Linked DNA regions of Mus musculus: region 2 is linked to region 1. A link is a contact called in public promoter capture Hi-C data. All regions are on one chromosome and are shown on one strand. Each heading gives the region's core, a stretch centred on a gene start, on an enhancer-like site or on the middle of the called end of the contact. The rest is flanking DNA. Distances are from core to core; before and after follow the strand shown. Region 1 holds the start of Nme6 (NME/NM23 nucleoside diphosphate kinase 6). Region 2 holds the start of Dhx30 (DEAH (Asp-Glu-Ala-His) box polypeptide 30).

What was found. Capture Hi-C pulls out chosen DNA fragments and counts their contacts.
Region 2: a promoter capture Hi-C map of adipose tissue shows a contact between it and region 1. The contact joins the promoter of Dhx30 here to the promoter of Nme6 in region 1. A contact is called at or near these places in 5 of 39 promoter capture datasets (hippocampal neurons, liver, maxillary cranial neural crest and 2 more), 1 of 115 datasets of contacts at active chromatin or transcription factors (embryonic stem cells) and 2 of 9 other capture datasets (adipose tissue and liver).

Annotation. Positions count from the first base shown.
Region 1 is chr9:109,831,505-109,834,204 of GRCm38.p6, reverse strand. Nme6 (NME/NM23 nucleoside diphosphate kinase 6) reads right to left here and starts at 1,411. Exons shown (of 7, transcript NM_018757.1): 1 at 1,398-1,411; 2 at 910-1,009.
Region 2 is chr9:110,116,331-110,119,030 of GRCm38.p6, reverse strand. It overlaps Dhx30 (DEAH (Asp-Glu-Ala-His) box polypeptide 30), which reads left to right and starts at 1,415. Exons shown (of 23, transcript NM_001252682.1): 1 at 1,415-1,673. It also overlaps Gm10615.

The DNA of each region.
Region 1 (2,700 bases), core at 162-2,661:
AAGCCTCACCTAACCAGTACGGGAACAGCACACCCATTTAACCTAATAATATTCTAGATGGTCACATGGCACAGTGGCCATGGGGATGTCCTTGAGACTCCCAGTTCCTCACTCTCCACACTATTACCAAGTTCTGAGAATCTCACCTCTACAAATTTGTAAGGACAAAAACGTCCATACAAGTTGGGCAGTGGTGGAGCACGCCTTTAATCCCAGCACTTGGGAGGCAGAGGCAGGTGGACTTCTAAGTTCGAGGCCAGCCTGGTCTACAGAGTGAGTTCCAGGACAGCCAGGGCTACACAGAGAAACCCTGTCTCGAAAAACCAAAACCAGAAAAAAAAAGTCCATACAAATCTTTTCCTTATAATTACCATTACCCCTTTGTCTTGGACTTCTGTGACACCCTCTGTGATGGTGTCTAAACTTTACTCTCGCCACTCTGCAAATCTGTGCTAAAGAACATTACAGCTACTGGAATGAAAGCTAATCATATAGACTCCTCTTTAACCCTCCAAAGGATATTCTGATTTTTGAAGACAAAGGTCCTCACACAGACTCTGGGACGTTAACCTGCCCTTTTTGGCACTTCTGTCCCTGGGCACTCCTCTGGGTTCATGTGGTGCACCTTACTTCTTCTGCTCCAGTGTCATAGGTGTTTTCAGTCCCATGCCTTTCTGGCCTGACTATCTTCGTGTAAGGACGTGTTCCCATCCTCTCCCCCCAGCCCCCAAGTTCCACTCCCTGCTTATCTCCCACTTGCCCATTTGCACTCGGCTCACGTCTGCAGTCATACTTTCTCAATGCTTCCTTCGGTTACATAGTCCACATAAAGGACAGCTTCATGAAAGCACAAGTCCGCTTTGCTCACCATCTTCACCTCAGTCCCTCCGCAGGGTGCCTAGTACATACCTGGATTTCCACAGATCTTAGCTGGATGAATCAGTGCATGAACCTGATCTAGCCATTCCAAGGCCAGGCTGCTAAGGGGTCTCCTGGGAGGACCGGCGATCTGTAGAGAGGGTGTGGTTCCAGTTAGGTTAGGGCTGTCTTAGTTATTGGTTTACAAGAAAGTGCTGCCAAGCAAAGAAACTGGCTTGACTTTGTCAACCGATCAGACATTTACACGTTTTACAAGTTGCCTGGCCAACTGAGGAAGCCACTACTTTAGCGCCCACGCTAGTCACGTGGTCGCTGGCCCGTCAACTCCACTTCTGCAGCCACACCTCCTACTCGTCTCCCTCCCTCCCCAGCCGCCCCCTAAGTCTTGGCTCCCAACCCTCCTATTGCCCTCGTATTCTAGGACACAACCGAACAACCTGGGCTTCTCTACTACAGGCCGAAGCCCACACCAGACTCAGTTATTCGGTCTCCAAAGCGAGCCCGGGTTCTGGGTTCACCTGGTACTCCCGCCAATCCTCCTGGTCACCAGGCACTGAGCAAGATAGCCCACGGGTCCTTTGGGGTCCTTCAGGCACGCGGCAGGGCAGCCCTCCGGATCCTGCAGTCTGGCGCTGCACGCCTGGTGGGCTAGAGAGATCTGTTGCGGCGCCGGCAGCTTGTTTACACAGCGTATCTTCCTCAGGAAAGTCCATTTCTTTATTTTTTTTAAAGGCTTTAATTTAAAAATTTTTTACGTGTAAGCGTATTCTGCCTGCGCATGTATGTTTCACGTGCGTTCCTTGTGCCTATGAAACCAGGAGAGGGCGCTGGATCCTCTGGAACCTGATGGCTGTGAGCTTAGACCTGGGTATTGGGAATATAACCCAGGTTCCCATGAAGAGCAGTCTGTGCCGTACCCTTAACCACTGAGCTATCTCTCTAGTGTGAAAATCCATTTATTATGATGTTTTGCCTGTAGGTATGTCTGGGTACAGCACCAGGGTGACTGGTGCCAGTAGAGGCCAGAAAGGGCTGTCAGCTGGAACTGAAGTTACAGATGTTTTGAACCATTGTGTGGGTTCTGGTATCGAACCCACCTTCTCTGCAAGATCAGTGAGTGCTCTTAAACACTGAGCCATCTCTCCAGTCTGAAAGTTCATTTTTTGTCTGTCTGCCTGTCCTGCTGGTGAAGGCATGAGTTCATTTCTGCTTTCACGGGATGAGAATAACCTTACTATATACCTGCAGTCAGGCATCTTGTTTTAATTTTACTTCCCAGGCCGGCCATGCCCAAGTTTACTTACTTTCTTTTTTTTTTTTTTTTTAATAATATTATTATTTATTTTATGTATATGGGTGCACTGTAGCTGTACAGATGGTTGTGAGCCTTCATGTGGTTGTTGGGAACTGAATTTTTAGGACCTTTGCTCACTCTGATCAGCCCCACTTGCTCTGGTCCACTTCGCTCGCTCAGGTACACTGTAGCTGTCTTCAGACGTACCAGAAGAGGGTGTCAGATCTCATTACGGATGGTTGTGAGCCACCATGTGGTTGCTGGGATTTGAACTCAGGACCTTTGGAAGAGCAGTCAGTGCTCTTACCCACTGAGCCATCTCACCAGCCCCCCAAGTTTACTTTCTATAGTTCATCCTCATTAACATACCTCTGGAGTATAAGAGACCTCCCATGAGCTCAGTTTTCCTTCTGCCTATGTGGCTTCTGCATGCACATACAACACACACAGTGGAAGACTGGTTGCATAGTTTACATGTGTTTCAACCATTCTCAACAACAAGCCAGCATAATCAAAGGGCAGATGTA
Region 2 (2,700 bases), core at 166-2,665, 280 kb before region 1:
TGAAGCTTGCCTTGAAGATCCTGTTTCTATAGGGATTCCAAGTATGTACCAAACATGTTGGGCACTGCAGGGATTTCTATGTTTTGTTTTCAAGAAGCAATTCTTTGTTTCACCTCCTTCATTTCTCCTAGCCTTCTGTGCAATCTAGCAGGAAAATAGCAACTAGTATACTTTCCTTCCTTCCTTTTCTTTCCGTCTTCATTTGAAACAGGGTCTATGTTGCGCTGACTGGCCTGGAACTCTTCAGATCAGAGATCTGCATGTCTCTGTCTCCAGAATGCTAGGTTTAGAAGCATTTCTTGCTATGCAATCCTGGTTGGCTTCTAATTCCCAGTTGTCTTGCTCCAGCTTCGGACCAGCTGAAGTCACCTGTGCTGTGGCACACAGCTAACAATACATTTAAATGGCTGCACAAAAAATAGCATAGGAAAACGGACTGGAGATATGGTTCAGTGGTTATGAACACTTGCCTGATTAGTAGTTTTGTTGTTGTGTGTGTTTTGGTTGATTTGACACAAGCTATAGTCATTTGGGTAGAGAGAACCACAATTGAGAAACTGCCCCCACCAATCTGGCTTTTAGGCAGGGTGGAGGTTTTGGGAGGGTGCCTCCCCTGGGGAGATAGTAAATTCTGGGGCTGTTGTATCAGCCATGAGGCAGTAAGCAAGGGTTCCTCCATGTCTTTTGTTTCCATTCCTGATATGACATTACTCAGTGGCAGGTTGTCACCTATAAGGTGAGAAGTGGTATTTTTACCTCAGCAATAAAAAACCTAAGATAACAGCTGGCCGACAACAGCCTGTAACTCCAGCTTCCAAGGATCTGATGCCATGTCACTTGGTACCACACACATGCACATAGAATTTTCTTCGTCTGTTTTAAATTACGAGCTATTGTATTAGTTCTCCAAATATCACGAAAGGGCACATCCTCAAATATTGTCTTCCCAGCTGTGAACTACTGCCCAACGCCACTGAGTTTCCTTTATCGACGGCGGATTTCATTGAACCCATGCTTCACTCTGTTCAGAGGACAAACAGGCAAACCCCCTCCCCTCGCTCCTGAGTGTCGATGTGGCCTAGACTCGCAGTCGTCCCTCACCACAACCCCCCGAAGCCAGCAGCAAGCGCTACCCTGTCCTTTGCCTGGTTTATGTCTCTGTGAGGCAAAATCGCTCACCTCCCTAAAAGTGCAGAAGACCAAGGGGAGACGCAGGAGAGAAAAGGCGCGACGGACACAGAGCTGCGGCTGGGGATGGAGAGATGAGCCTGAGATGGTCACCCGTCCCCAGCTCCCGCCGGCTCTCGCCGGCTCCCACGGCACAGGCCACGCGCGTCCCCGGCCGCTCCGCCGGAAGTCCCGCCTGTGTCTGGGGCTACAGCCGCGCTCCCTCCAGCCAGTGCCCGGGTGCAGGCGCAGACTGACTGTCTCGCGCTGTGGGCTGAGGAACACTAGAGACAACCTAGGCAGCCGAACCCATCGCGAGCCCCAAGGCAGCGGCAGCCCGCACAGAGAGCCAGGCCGAACAGAGCCGGGGCCGCAGGTGGGACTTCCGCCTCGGGACCCGGAAGAGACCGCGCCGTCGCTGGTGGGAGTTGTAGTCCGGCCGTAGTTGGGGGGGCCCGCGGCTCATGCGCCGTGCACCGAGGCTTGTTTCACATCTGTAACAACAGGTGAATTGGGCTTTTTATTCTACCCTTTCGCGCCCCTTGAAGCAGCCTGACACGGTCGGGGGTGGTCGGCGCGAGGAGGGGTCCCGAGTCCGGCTAGCGGCCTGGCAGAGAGTGGGAAGGAGGAGCTGGCGAGCCCGAGGAGCAGGCCGGGCATCCTAGGCCTGCCCGGGAAGCCGGCCGGGCCGAGCCGTGGGCAGCCAGGCCTCGGCCTGCCGTTGCCATGGAGCCGGGGCGGGGCGGGGGCCAGACCGGTCCGCCGGGGCGGGCCTCACTGCCAGGGGCTCAGCGGAGGCCGAGAGAGGCGGCTTCATTGGCTCGACGACGCCTTCGCCTCAGGGGATGCTCGGTTTTCCCCAGGCTGGGCCCGGAGGAAGTCTCCGGAGTGCCCGAGACCTTTGTCTGCCCCTCCTCCCACTGTGCGGGTCAGGACCGTTCCTCTAAAGGGAGGCCTTGGTGCATTTTTGACTCTTCTGGTTTGCCTCCTTTTGCACCGACCTTGTCAGTGGGGGAGGCTAAGGGGTGAGGTGTTCTTTGTTTGCTGGTAGTGACTTGTCCCATTTTGCAGGGGAAGACCTAATGCATGGTGGGTCCTTTGTTTGCAGTGAAGTGGAGTTCCCAGGGGTCTTCAGAATCCTCAAGCCAAGAGTACAGCGTCTATGTGCTTTCTAGATAGTCCTTGTGTAAGCAATATTGGTCTTTTAATTGCGGCTTTCCAATGCAGAGACTGTTCACCTTACAACCCCCAGTTCATGGGTGTTCGCCATGCATGGTAGCAAATAAACTGCTGCCGTCCAGCTGCAAGGTCTCAACTTGTTTTTGGATGCAACCTACTGGCCAGAGTAAAATTACACCTTTTCTAATGATTTTCCTTGCAACGGTTTCTTGGAATGCAGTGACCCCAGCGCCATGTGCCATGCACCTCTTGACTACATCTTATAATTTATACTTAAATCTCAGAGTCTGACATTTCCAGGCAGGAGAACTCTTTCCTGATTTTATTATATATTATTATTTAGATTTATGATAA